Regions from separate parts of the Mus musculus genome. Here all the other regions are linked to region 4. A link is a contact called in public Hi-C and HiChIP or PLAC-seq data. All regions are on one chromosome and are shown on one strand. The core of a region is the stretch at or near the end of the contact, and the rest is flanking DNA. Distances in the headings are between cores, read along the strand shown. Region 1 overlaps Myo16 (myosin XVI). Region 2 overlaps Myo16 (myosin XVI). Region 3 has its middle 27 kb from the start of Gm39129. Region 4 overlaps 9530052E02Rik (RIKEN cDNA 9530052E02 gene).

Region 1 (2,700 bases), core at 49-2,548, 440 kb before region 4:
TAGCTGGAGATAGAATGTAAGCTGCAAAGCTCTGCCTTGGGCATCACTGTCAGCATCCTACCGCTCAGGCAGAAGAGAGTAACTCACTCTCAGTATGATGACCTTTCGGAGGTTTGGTGGGATGCCGCTCTGCAGGAAGCAGCAGAAGGTGCTTCTTGTGCTGGGGAGAACATGAATGTCCAACCAACGTTGTAGAATTAAATGTTTTCACACAGCTAAGAATGTGAGAGGACGTCATACTGAGGGCCTTCAGAGGGCAGACTGGCTTTAGGTTATCAGGTGACTATCACTTAGAAACCAGCTGGGCTGCTACATCCGGGTCTATGCAAACAGATGTTTTCCCTGATATGGATTTAGTAGTGACTGATGGGAAAATCCAGCTCTTCTTTCCTGAGGGTGCCCAGAAGAGCCCTATGAGGCATCTCTGCTTACTCTGAAAAAGGTGGCCAGAGAGCTAATAGTCAAAGGCTGAGTTAGGGACCAGAGGCCACAATTCTCTTTATTGTTTCCTTTGCTTCCATGAAAGCCTGACTAAGGAGAGAAGACTTTATGGCAGCTTACGGTTGGAGAAGATACAGCCCACCATGCCATGGAAGCCATTGGTAGTGGGAGGTGAGGTGGCTGGTTCCATTGTTACAGCAGCCAGGATGAGAGGGAGAGATGTCTGCTGGTCCTTGGCTGGCTTAATAATTTTTCCTTCTTATTTAGCTCCAGAACAGAGTGTCACCCACATTCAGGGTATGTCATCCTTCCTCTCTTAAGCCTTAATAGAATCACCATCCTAAGTGATGCTACATCCATTCACGCTGATGTCAAAAGCAACCATGACAGCCACACTAGCCCAGCAAGGCAGCCTAAATCTTAGGCTCTCCTCCTGGGGACCTTGGGAACACTGGAAAAGCCTAATTCTCTGATAGCAGACTAAGTCCAGGATTCACTAAGGCCACTGAGGGGGGTGGAACTGAGATGTAGCCATCACAGAATCAGTTGTACTAGAACCAGGACCATGGGTTAGCTAAGGCTCCTCTGAATCTCCAAGTTGGGCTGAGGCCATAACATCCTTAGGCTCCTGGGGAAAACCTATGTAAATCTGTTCCAAAGGACAATAAAAGACTAGGCCGGTTAATATGATCACAAACCAAAAGACACAGCACACAATGAAGACTTATAAGACCTATGAGCACAAAACTCAGATGGAAAAATCAGAGACAGAACTGAATTGGCAGTCACAGTTTACTCATAAGAGCTTAAAAGGTCAGCGCAGAGAGACACGTGCCTTAGAGGAAGTGAATAAAAGCAGAAATTCCATCTGAATGGGAACTTGACTGCCCAACAGAAAATGGAACACACATCACAGCAAAGCCCATACAGGGTGATGTTGAATTTGACCAGAGAGTTGTTTAGGTGGGCAATAGGCAGGTAGTCTCTACAGAAAACCACATGGGATTGGAGGAAATGATGGGGGCATGCACCCAGCTCAGTGGGAAAGGTGGTGGGGTTCTGGAGAAAGAGGTGGTGATTAACCATAGAAACGTGTGCTAGTTTCCCAGCCCTTGTGAAAGCATCCAGGCATCGGCCCAACTTGGTTTGTTATAGAGCCCAGCAAACTCTTCCTGTATAACCCAGACATGAGCAGTGTCAATACAAGCACTGAGAACAGATGCTCTGTACACTTAATTCATAATCCATAAAGCTTAAAATAAATTTAGCACTCTCCAAACTAGTGAGCAGATGTCTCATTATCTATTGTCATGTGAGGAGTTACTCTCCCTTCTCCCAATTTTGAGAGTTAATACAACAAACGGGGATTATTTTGGATCTGCTAAGGGTCTTCTAAAACATCCCAGTAAGGAGATCCCAGGAGAGAGAAGGCTGAGTCCCTCACCAGAAGCAGAGCTGTCTTGGGGAGGACTTGGGCTTCCAGGGAGCGCCCCATGTGCTTGACTTTGAGTAGTCACAGTCCTGCAGATCAAACAACAAATACATTAGAGAAGGAGGAAGCAAGGTAACTCTTTAACCAAATATTTCATCTGTTTTGTTTTTAAAAAATCATCAAAACATAAAAGTTACAACTTAGGAAATGGTCGTAGGTAGATTCAATCAAGGTGACTCAAATCTCTCAAGGCAGATTGACTGGTGGAAGCTGATGAATTTTTACAAGCACCATGACTTCCTGGCCCATGGTATTTTCTCATATCAATGCAGTTCCAGGACCTGTGTGTTAGAGTCTCAATAAGCATGTGCCCATTGAAGAAACACTACTACTTGCAAATGAACCACTAATTGCTAGGTAGAGAGCCAGAAAAATCCAGTCCTCAGTGTTACAGAGCCATTTCCACACATGTAGCCTGTGGCTTGCTTATTACCACAGAACCTCGAGAGAAGAACAAGATTTTATTCGATTTTATTTTGTTTTATCTTGTAAGTGGGGTTGGGGGATGGGGATACCACATGTGTGAAAGTACCCAGGGAGGCCAGAAGATGACATCAGATATTCTGGAACACCACACCCTTTAGCATAGTGTCATACTGCCCGGGTTCAAACTCCAAACCCGATGCAATAATATCCAAACATAGGACAAAGGTCCTTAACCTTTCACCTTCCAATTTTCTCCTATTAAAAAGCGTGATGCAAGACTATGCCAGGACTTTTACAGGGAACCTAGTAGATGGGCCTAACCCCAAAGTTAGTGTTTGGTC
Region 2 (2,700 bases), core at 172-2,671, 400 kb before region 4:
GATACTTGCTAATGACCTCTTGATGATGAAGTCAACATCTGCAGGAGGTCGTTTCTTACTCCCTGGATCCATATTGTTTCCAGTGGTCCTGCAGCTGGAGGTTTGGAAGGCCACCGACTCTTTGCACCCCAGCCCTGCCCTTCCCCCTGCCATTGCTGCCATATTCCCCTGCTCAACTTAGTCACTGTAGGTACCTTGATTCTTCTGTTCCACTGCAGGTTATCCATCAGCTGAGGCTCTCTGAGAATGAAAGCGTAGCTCTGCAGGAGCTGCTGGACTGGAGGAGGAAGCTCTGTGAGGCCAGAGAAGGCTGGCAGGAAGCCCTGCAGCACCCGGAGCCCCGTGCACCTCCGCCGCCACCCTGCAAGAAGCCGACACTCCTAAAGAAGCCTGAGGGGGGCTCCTGCACCAGGCTGCCTTCCCAACTCTGGGACAGCAGTATGTGATCCAGCGTGGACTGTGGGCACCTGTCTGAGCTGTCTAGTGACTGCAGGCTGCTTCTGCAGGAGGCTGCCTTCCAATGCCTGAGGTCTCACCAGGCTTCTCCACAAAAGCACAGGACACTAACGATGACTACCCGAGACCTCCTGTGTGTGCCGGTCTGTGTGTGCTCACCAGTTCCTTCTCCATTTCTTGATAGCACACTGAATTTTAGGACCACACTGCTCCCAGATAGCCAGAGGCATGGAGGCATGTGGCTGAGTTCAGAGGTCAGAGCAGTGGGGGGGGGGGGGGGCGGGGGGGGAGGTCCTCCAGGCAGCTGTTTCTAATACACCCCACAGTGGCCACTACCCTACCAGTGGCTGTCATATGGTGCAGCACATAGGACATATGTTTCATTTCTTTGTAGTTGTCTGTCATTAGAATTACAAACCTGATGACCGTTTTACATGTTTATGACCATATTTTATAATGTTATACACCTGGTGTGTTCCCTTTCTTCAAAATACAGATTTTAAAAGACCATTTCTAGGATTTCTTTTTTAATTCTACGTACTTATTTTTAACCCAAAGCCCCTCAAGTCCTGGGGACTATGCGTTGCTCTGGCTTTAACAGTTGCCTACAGCAACGCTGGTCGAGAGGTAGAGTTTATGTGCCCTGTCCCTCCACTCTCCCCTGCACCATGCATCTCCCTTGGGTACACATGGCTTTGGCATTCATTGGTTAAGCTTCATCCCCACCCAACCCCTCAGCTTGGCGTAGACGGCAGGATGTTTATGGTTCAAAACGTATGGCTTCAAGTTCCTGGCTGGTGATACAGGACTTTCAACAGTACCGATAAGCAGGCTGAATCTCACGGGACAGAGCGGTGTGTTGCCCTCCCCTAGGGACGCTGCATGACTCTCTTGCTATGTGCCCGACTGGCTGTCACGTGCGTGTGATAGCCTTGCTTCTCCATGTCTTTCTGCCCACTGTCCGTGAGTTCTGAGCAGTGGCTCCACCAGCCATCTGCCACCTCCCCCGCCCCGCCCCTTGGACTTGTTCATTCATTTCCGCCATTGCCGGGCTTCTGTGCCAATAAAAGGGTGCAACTGTATTCTGTCTCAGTCATTTGTGGTCAGTGCTGTCTGCTGGGAATTCTTGTCTCCTGATCAGCAATGTGGAAGCAACAAGAGCCTTCACCCAGCTCTCCTTTATATTCCTTTATAGCTATTTGTAAGCTTCAAGAGATGCCTGCTAGCACAAAGAGAGTGCACTGTATTAAAAAAAGAAGAAGAAAAAATCTAGGAGTAGCTATAGCAATCAAGGCACAACAAGCAGCCTAGAACTGACCACCCCAGCCTTGTCGGAGGCTCTGGATACAGCTGACTCTGCAGTAAAGAAGGTGGTTGCTATGAGAGCTCTAGGTTGGTGGCTTCAAATTGAAGGGAATGCCCAAGGAGAAGTGACTTGTTATATCTAAGAATTAGCTCTCCTGGGGACCACAGCCCCTCCAGGACATCACAACAGGAAGAATGAAACACCATGGCTAACTACATTGCCCTCCCAAAATCAAGGAGGTGCTCGGCTTGCTCCTAACCAGGTCTATCCAGACTCGCTGTCATCTCTTCATTCCCATCTCTCTGAATCCAGCCCACAGACTGTGACAGAGTTAGCTCCTTACTGGCACAAAACTTCTTTGGCCTCCGCCAGTACTCACATATTGCCAATGTTAATAATCTGGGCTGAACTGGAACCTTGAATGGTTCCCCACACAGAGTAGACTGTGAAGTGCCAACATTGCTCCTGTGTGCAATGCTCGGACTGCACTCACGTGGTATCTATTACTAAAGTGAACTGTTTGTGCTGTCCAGAGAATTACCCAAAGAGACTGGACTAGAGAAAGCCCATTCTCGGAATTCTTTGGGGACTGGGATCTTTTGAGAGCTAATGTCTAGTGAGGGACAACGGATGGTTTGCAGATAGCCATCTTCTCATTATAAGCTCATGTGGTGGGATAAAAGGAAAGAGGCAACAAGGCCTCTGGGGTGTCTTTCTCAAGATCCTGTCTCTGGTCTCATGACCTTGTTGTCATCCCCCAAAGGTCCACTTCCTTGTGCATGCTGTCACACTGAGGTCTCAGCTGCAGTGTGTCAACTTGGAAAACACACAGGGTCTAAATTCGTGGCACTGACAGACACTCATAAGGTCATTGTGCTCATTCTTATATTAATATTGAAATTACAGTTCGGAGTTTTAATGGAACCTTTCAAAATATC
Region 3 (2,700 bases), core at 190-2,689, 330 kb before region 4:
CAACAAGTCTATTCTCTGCCTCATATACAGCTGGAGCCATGGGTCCCTCCATGTGTATTTTTTGGTTGGTGGTTTTGTCCCTGGGAGATCTGGGGTGTCAGGTTGGTTGATTTTGCTGTTCTTCCTGTGGAGTTGCAAATCCCTTCAGCTCCTTCATTCCTTTCTCCAACTCCTTCACTGTGGTCCCCAAACTCAGTCCAATGGTTGGCTGCCAACATTCACCTCTGTGTTTGTCAGGCTCTGGCAGAGCTTCTCGGGAGACAGCTATATCAGACTCCTGTCAGCAAGCACTTCTTGGCATCCACAATAGTGTCTGGGTTTGGTGACTGTATATGGGATGGATCCCCAGGTGGGGCAGTCTCTGGATGACCTGTCCTTCAGTGTCTAGGAGCCTGCATCTTACAAAACCAAACCCCACTGATTTTCAGGGTTTGTCTTCTTATCAGAACTATGGCCAATTGTCCTTCACCTTCGTCTGCTTTCAGCTGCATTTGTCTCATTTCTTTCACGACACTCTCTCCCTCTTAAGATTACCAAATACTGCCCATAATTCACTTACATTTCTTCCAACAGTCCTCCTCTCCCCACAAGGGCTCAGTAGGCAAAGCCAGTTTCGTCCCAGGATTGTCTAGTACTGACAGGGCACAGCCATTCTCTGATAAGTAAAGTTCTCCATACCCCTTACACCCAGAGGTTGGTGGTCACCTATTTAGATTTGACCCCTCTTGACCCACATTGAGCTTGGGATATCACACAATATGTGCAACGCCAAACTCTATAGAAACTGATTGAAGACTCGTATCCCTTTGGTTCTGTAAATAGTTGGCAGTCACTGACAAGAAATGATGTGGTATAACCGTCAGGTAATCTTGAGTACAGTGGCCTTTGCAGTCTGCTTAGGAATGCTAAAACCTACCCTAGACTAAAGTGGGAACATGAGCTCATAGAATGTGCTTTTCCTGATCTAGTGACATCATTGAATTAAAAAACGAATATATTTCCAGATGATTGCCTAACTAAAGGGAGTGTGGAGAAAGCTTCATTTCCTTCCCCGTTCTTCAGTTTCTACAAGCAAAAGAGAAACGAAGACTGTGAATTCCCTCTACATGGAGCAGATATTGATTGATTTCTATCAACAGAAGCTTTTGGGCACACATTTCTAAAGAGCTCAAGTCATTTGAACCAGCAAAGTGCATCCTCGGTGGGCTGACCTAAGTCAATCCTTAAAAAAAAAAATCATAGTTTTAATGACAAATCACTCAACCTTTAGAATAAATTGAGGCTCCCAGCTGGTAAGACAGTGCCTGACAGAGCTGAAGCTGTGGTGTGCAGAAGCTAAGGCGTTTACGGAGAAGAGCTCTGCAGCTGGGGTTCGTTTTGTTTTACCTTGGATCGTTGCTTTGTAGTTCCTCAAGTGAGAGTAGCAGAAGAGTGTTTCCTGCAGCCTAGCGCCTCTGGTGTGGAAGCCAGGGCTGCGTCTGTCTGTCTGGTTCTTGGGCTGTGAGTAGAAGAGGGGAGACAGTAGAATGAGAGAGACACACAAAGGGAGGGAAACCAGGCCGTTTACAATATTTATGCTGGTTATCTGACTTAATGATGTTTTAAAGTATTGGCTTTAGTAGAAAATACTATTAGTATTGATTTTATATGTTCTTTTTCTCTTGTTTTAAACGTGTCTACCAGAACACTGAAACTCCATAGGCCAGCCACTCGCCTTCCGTTTCTAGCATAGAGTGCTGCTCAAGGCAGAAACTTCCAGGAAGGACTTATTAAACCTTATGTTGTTCACAAATAACTCAATTTCTTCCTTAAAATGCACTAGCCTAGGATTTCATCCCATCAAATAGTAAACAACAAGGTTGATTTCTATCCGTATAAATAAGAAAAAGTAGAAAGGCAAAGAACCAAGTGGGCAAGGTTGAATTTCTGGGTATTAATTTTAATATGTGATTTTAAAAGCACACCACACAGACACCCCAGCTTTGAGCTTTGGGTAGAAGATTGATAGCAGACTAAAATTGATCCTTTGCCCATCAACATGACAGGCGCGATAATGGATAGATTACCCATATCAGCTAATCAGAATGCAGCCCCATGGCCACCACGGAGCAGATGTTTCCTTTTGTGTCATGTTGATAGAGAAATGGACAAGGGACATTTAAAATTCATTGTGGGGAGACTCTATATTATAATGAATCTCATTAATAGTGATTAAGTTTTTTTTTTACTCCCCCGCTACTGTGGTTAATACCCTCCCTTTTGTAGGTCAGAAGGGCTGAGGTAGTCAGCTTGCCAGCAGCTGGTATCACCGTTTTGTGTCTCAGAAGGTTTCTTATGCTTTAAAGCAACTTCTAAACTAAAAATGTTCATTTCCTTATAAACTGGCCAAATTCACATGACAGAGGTTTTAAATGACGAGTGCAAATGGAGAAATGTCCAGCTTTGCCAAGGTCTCTATGACTTTTAATTGCTATTGCAGGCAGGTGGCAGCTGACATAACCACCTTGTTTACTTGACTAGAAAATTCTTCTGGGGGCGGGAGCAAGCAGGGGCCAGAGTGAGTGGGGCCAGAGTGAGCAGGGCAGAGCGAGAGAGAGAAAAAGAAAGAAAGAAAGAAAGAAAGAAAGAAAGAAAGAAAGAAAGAAAGAAAGAAAGAAAGAAAGGAAGGAAGGAAGGAAGGAAGGAAGGAAGGAAGGGGAA
Region 4 (2,700 bases), core at 27-2,526:
CGGAGGCAGATTCTAGTTTTTATCACTAACATGTGGCTCAATACACCTATACACTGCTTCTTGTCCCTGTTGTTTTGAGACAGGGTCTGGCTCCTGCTGACCTTGGCAATGCCCGTCTCAGTCATCCTAGTGCTGGAATTGCAGGAGTGTGCTACTTTGTGTGTGTGTGTGTGTGTGTGTGTGTGTGTGTGTGTGTGTGTGTGCGCGCACGCGCACACACACACACACAAACATGTTACCATGATGAATAAAGGGGAAATCCCTATTGCCTGGCAAGTTTTCAGCTGCAACACCAGACATTCAACTTCCTAAACAATCCTCTATATGTTAATTGGTCATTTCCTGTTGACATGATAATGTCATAATCTTGAATGATCCTCTAGTTCTCCAGTCAATCGTTGCTCTATTTAGAGTAACCCCCTTGTCATATATGTTGCTTAATTTACAAGGAGCGAGGACCTAAACAGGATCAGGCCCTGAGATGTAGCCTGTGAACAGTGGATGTGTTTGTGTGCTGTCCATTAGAGCTCAAAGCTGGTCTTTTACATCTATCTATCTATCTATCTATCTATCTATCTATCTATCTATCTATCCATCCATCCATCCATCCATCCATCCATCTATCTATCTATCCATCTGTCCGTCCATCTGTCTGTCTGTCCACCCACCCATTTATCTGTATTTATTGTGTGTGTGGATACTAAAGGGCAACTTGAAGAAGTCATTTCTCTCCTTACACTATGTGGGCTTGAACATTCAACTCTTCAGGCATGGTGGCAAGTACCTTTACCCACTGAGCCATCTCGATGGTCCTAGATTTTCTGGAATTTTGGAGATATTCCCATCAGAGATGCCAGAATCTCTACAGTCACTATCTCTCCATAAGACTTTCTTGATTTCTAATGGAGCAGGAATTCAGCCAGTCAGGTGTGTGAACTCCAATCCTAGACTTCACTACCTCTGCACCCCTGGGGTAGAAGAGACATGCTCTCTCACACACAGTTTACCCACTGATAATGACAGGCTATTTGGGCTCGGATCAGTTGAGACAGAAAGGGAACCATTTAAGTGAATGCCCATGAGGTTAAGGGTCCAAGATGTTCATCAGGAGGAGGAAGAGCCACTGTGGGGTAGGTTAGGGGGACGCTGGCATTGTTCTGTAAAATGATCAGATCAGAAGTTGCCATCACATTCTCTGAAGGAAGCATCTCACCACCAGGGCAGAGCGTGATTCAGTCAGCCCTTTGAGAGACTCTTCTGCCTATTTAACATGGGTGCGTATGGCACTGTGCCACTTTCTGCAGCTTGGTTCCCCTATTCCTCTGTGTCACAGAAACTGCTCTGGAGTCCCGCCACCTTAGGAATATTTTTACCTGGATTCCTTGGGCTTTAATGTAAACCTCTACTGTTCCCTGTCATCATCAGGGTATGTCCCCTCCTATGGACAAAGCCTACCACGTTTACTCCAGATGCCTTCAGAACCAGGTTTTTAATAGAATCCTGGGTCTATGTCATGTTAAAAAAAATGACATCTCTGATGTTATACTAATATTAAGAACTTGGCATGGTGCCAAGATCAGGTGACAGTATTTCATTTTAAAACTCTGTAATATTTTGGATTCTAAAGAGCGCCCTCCACACGGCACTAAGTCAGCAGGAAAATATTAGCCGCCAGGAAGTCAGAGAGGGAAGTCACCAAGGGGATGAGCCACAGGGCCACGTTATTTTTCTTGCACAAGCCTTGATTACAGCAAAATCTTTTGCTGGAAATTAGTTACTGTGCAAATAGCAGAGACATTACCCTCTGCCTTGGTTGGCTCTTGGGAAGAAGAAGTAGAGAGTACTAAAGGCTCCACTTGCCCCTCCGACTGGTTTAATGGCTATTTAACCAATATTTGAAACAGTGTTTTAGACTGACTTACCCCTGTTCATTAGCTTTGCAAGACATCAGACCTATGGCCATGTTTCTTTTTTAAAAATATTTATTCATTCATTCATTTGTGTGTGTGTACATTACATGCAAGGGTAAAGGCACACACGCGCACACACACTCATGAGCCACCACAGCATTCATGTGGGGCAAAGCTGACATCTTTTGGGAAGTTGTTCTCTCCTTGTCCTGTGGATTTTAGGACTCATGAGCTTGGGTCACTGGGCTTGTGGGTAAACATCTTTGTCCACTGTGCCATCTCACCAGACCTTAACCAAAATTCTTCCCACCCAAAATTCTTTCAAATTCAGTGACAAATATATGCTATACTATGTATGCTGTGTCTTGCAGTCTGAGCTACTTTGAGGCTAGCAGAACATTTTTTTTTAAGTTTTATTTATCCTTTTCTCCTCCAAATAATAGAGAGTAGTTTTTGGCATTATGGAGCACTGAAATTTATAAATGAGGTGATTTAGCTGCCTGATGTCTACTGAAGACTAACCATTTAGCCCAGAAAGATGATGAACTTGAGGAAGGAGGAGTGAAGACTGCGATCGGGTGAAGGGTGGCCATGAGATTCACTGTGTCCTCTCCCCTACAATGAGAGCCAGCTGCCTCCTGCATTTATTTGCCCCTATGGACTGCCTGCAGATAAGCATGAGGCTGCTTTAGCCGCATCTGGGCCTTCCTGGCTCAGTCTGTCTGTCTGTCTGTCTGTCTGTCTGTCAAGCTCATTCCTGTGTAGTGGCATCAGAAGTGCAGCTGGAGAG

The links. Hi-C and Micro-C count contacts between places; a contact is called where the count stands out from the background. HiChIP or PLAC-seq counts read pairs in DNA pulled down with a chosen protein or histone mark.
Region 1: a contact with region 4 is called in a Hi-C map of bone marrow-derived macrophages, with 17 read pairs. The contact joins two enhancer-like sites. A contact is called at or near these places in 1 of 484 Hi-C or Micro-C datasets (bone marrow-derived macrophages) and 3 of 115 datasets of contacts at active chromatin or transcription factors (embryonic basal ganglia, embryonic stem cells and large pre-B cells).
Region 2: an H3K4me3 HiChIP or PLAC-seq map of bone marrow-derived macrophages shows a contact between it and region 4, with 5 times the contacts expected there. The contact joins two enhancer-like sites. A contact is called at or near these places in 2 of 484 Hi-C or Micro-C datasets (bone marrow-derived macrophages and nephron progenitors) and 3 of 115 datasets of contacts at active chromatin or transcription factors (bone marrow-derived macrophages, embryonic stem cells and extraembryonic endoderm stem cells).
Region 3: a contact with region 4 is called in a Hi-C map of bone marrow-derived macrophages, with 24 read pairs. The contact joins two enhancer-like sites. A contact is called at or near these places in 1 of 484 Hi-C or Micro-C datasets (bone marrow-derived macrophages), 1 of 115 datasets of contacts at active chromatin or transcription factors (embryonic basal ganglia) and 1 of 9 other capture datasets (embryonic stem cells).

Annotation. Positions count from the first base shown.
Region 1 is chr8:10,595,248-10,597,947 of GRCm38.p6, forward strand. All of the region lies in intron 33 of Myo16 (myosin XVI), which reads left to right. Among named protein-coding and RNA genes, the nearest start is that of Gm32330, 77 kb to the right of the region's middle. Within about 2 kb of position 1,299, at least 4 of the 459 cell types and tissues checked have an H3K27ac peak or open chromatin away from gene starts, as enhancers often do. A contact at or near this core is called in bone marrow-derived macrophages, where this site is marked.
Region 2 is chr8:10,633,205-10,635,904 of GRCm38.p6, forward strand. Myo16 (myosin XVI) reads left to right here. Exons shown (of 35, transcript NM_001319151.1): 35 at 219-1,538. The coding sequence ends at 446. Among named protein-coding and RNA genes, the nearest start is that of Gm32330, 39 kb to the right of the region's middle. Within about 2 kb of position 1,422, at least 26 of the 459 cell types and tissues checked have an H3K27ac peak or open chromatin away from gene starts, as enhancers often do. A contact at or near this core is called in bone marrow-derived macrophages, where this site is marked.
Region 3 is chr8:10,710,257-10,712,956 of GRCm38.p6, forward strand. No RefSeq gene overlaps it. Among named protein-coding and RNA genes, the nearest start is that of Gm39129, 27 kb to the right of the region's middle. Within about 2 kb of position 1,440, at least 8 of the 459 cell types and tissues checked have an H3K27ac peak or open chromatin away from gene starts, as enhancers often do. A contact at or near this core is called in bone marrow-derived macrophages, where this site is marked.
Region 4 is chr8:11,037,300-11,039,999 of GRCm38.p6, forward strand. All of the region lies in intron 1 of 9530052E02Rik (RIKEN cDNA 9530052E02 gene), which reads left to right. Among named protein-coding and RNA genes, the nearest start is that of Irs2, 30 kb to the left of the region's middle. Within about 2 kb of position 1,277, at least 18 of the 459 cell types and tissues checked have an H3K27ac peak or open chromatin away from gene starts, as enhancers often do. A contact at or near this core is called in bone marrow-derived macrophages, where this site is marked.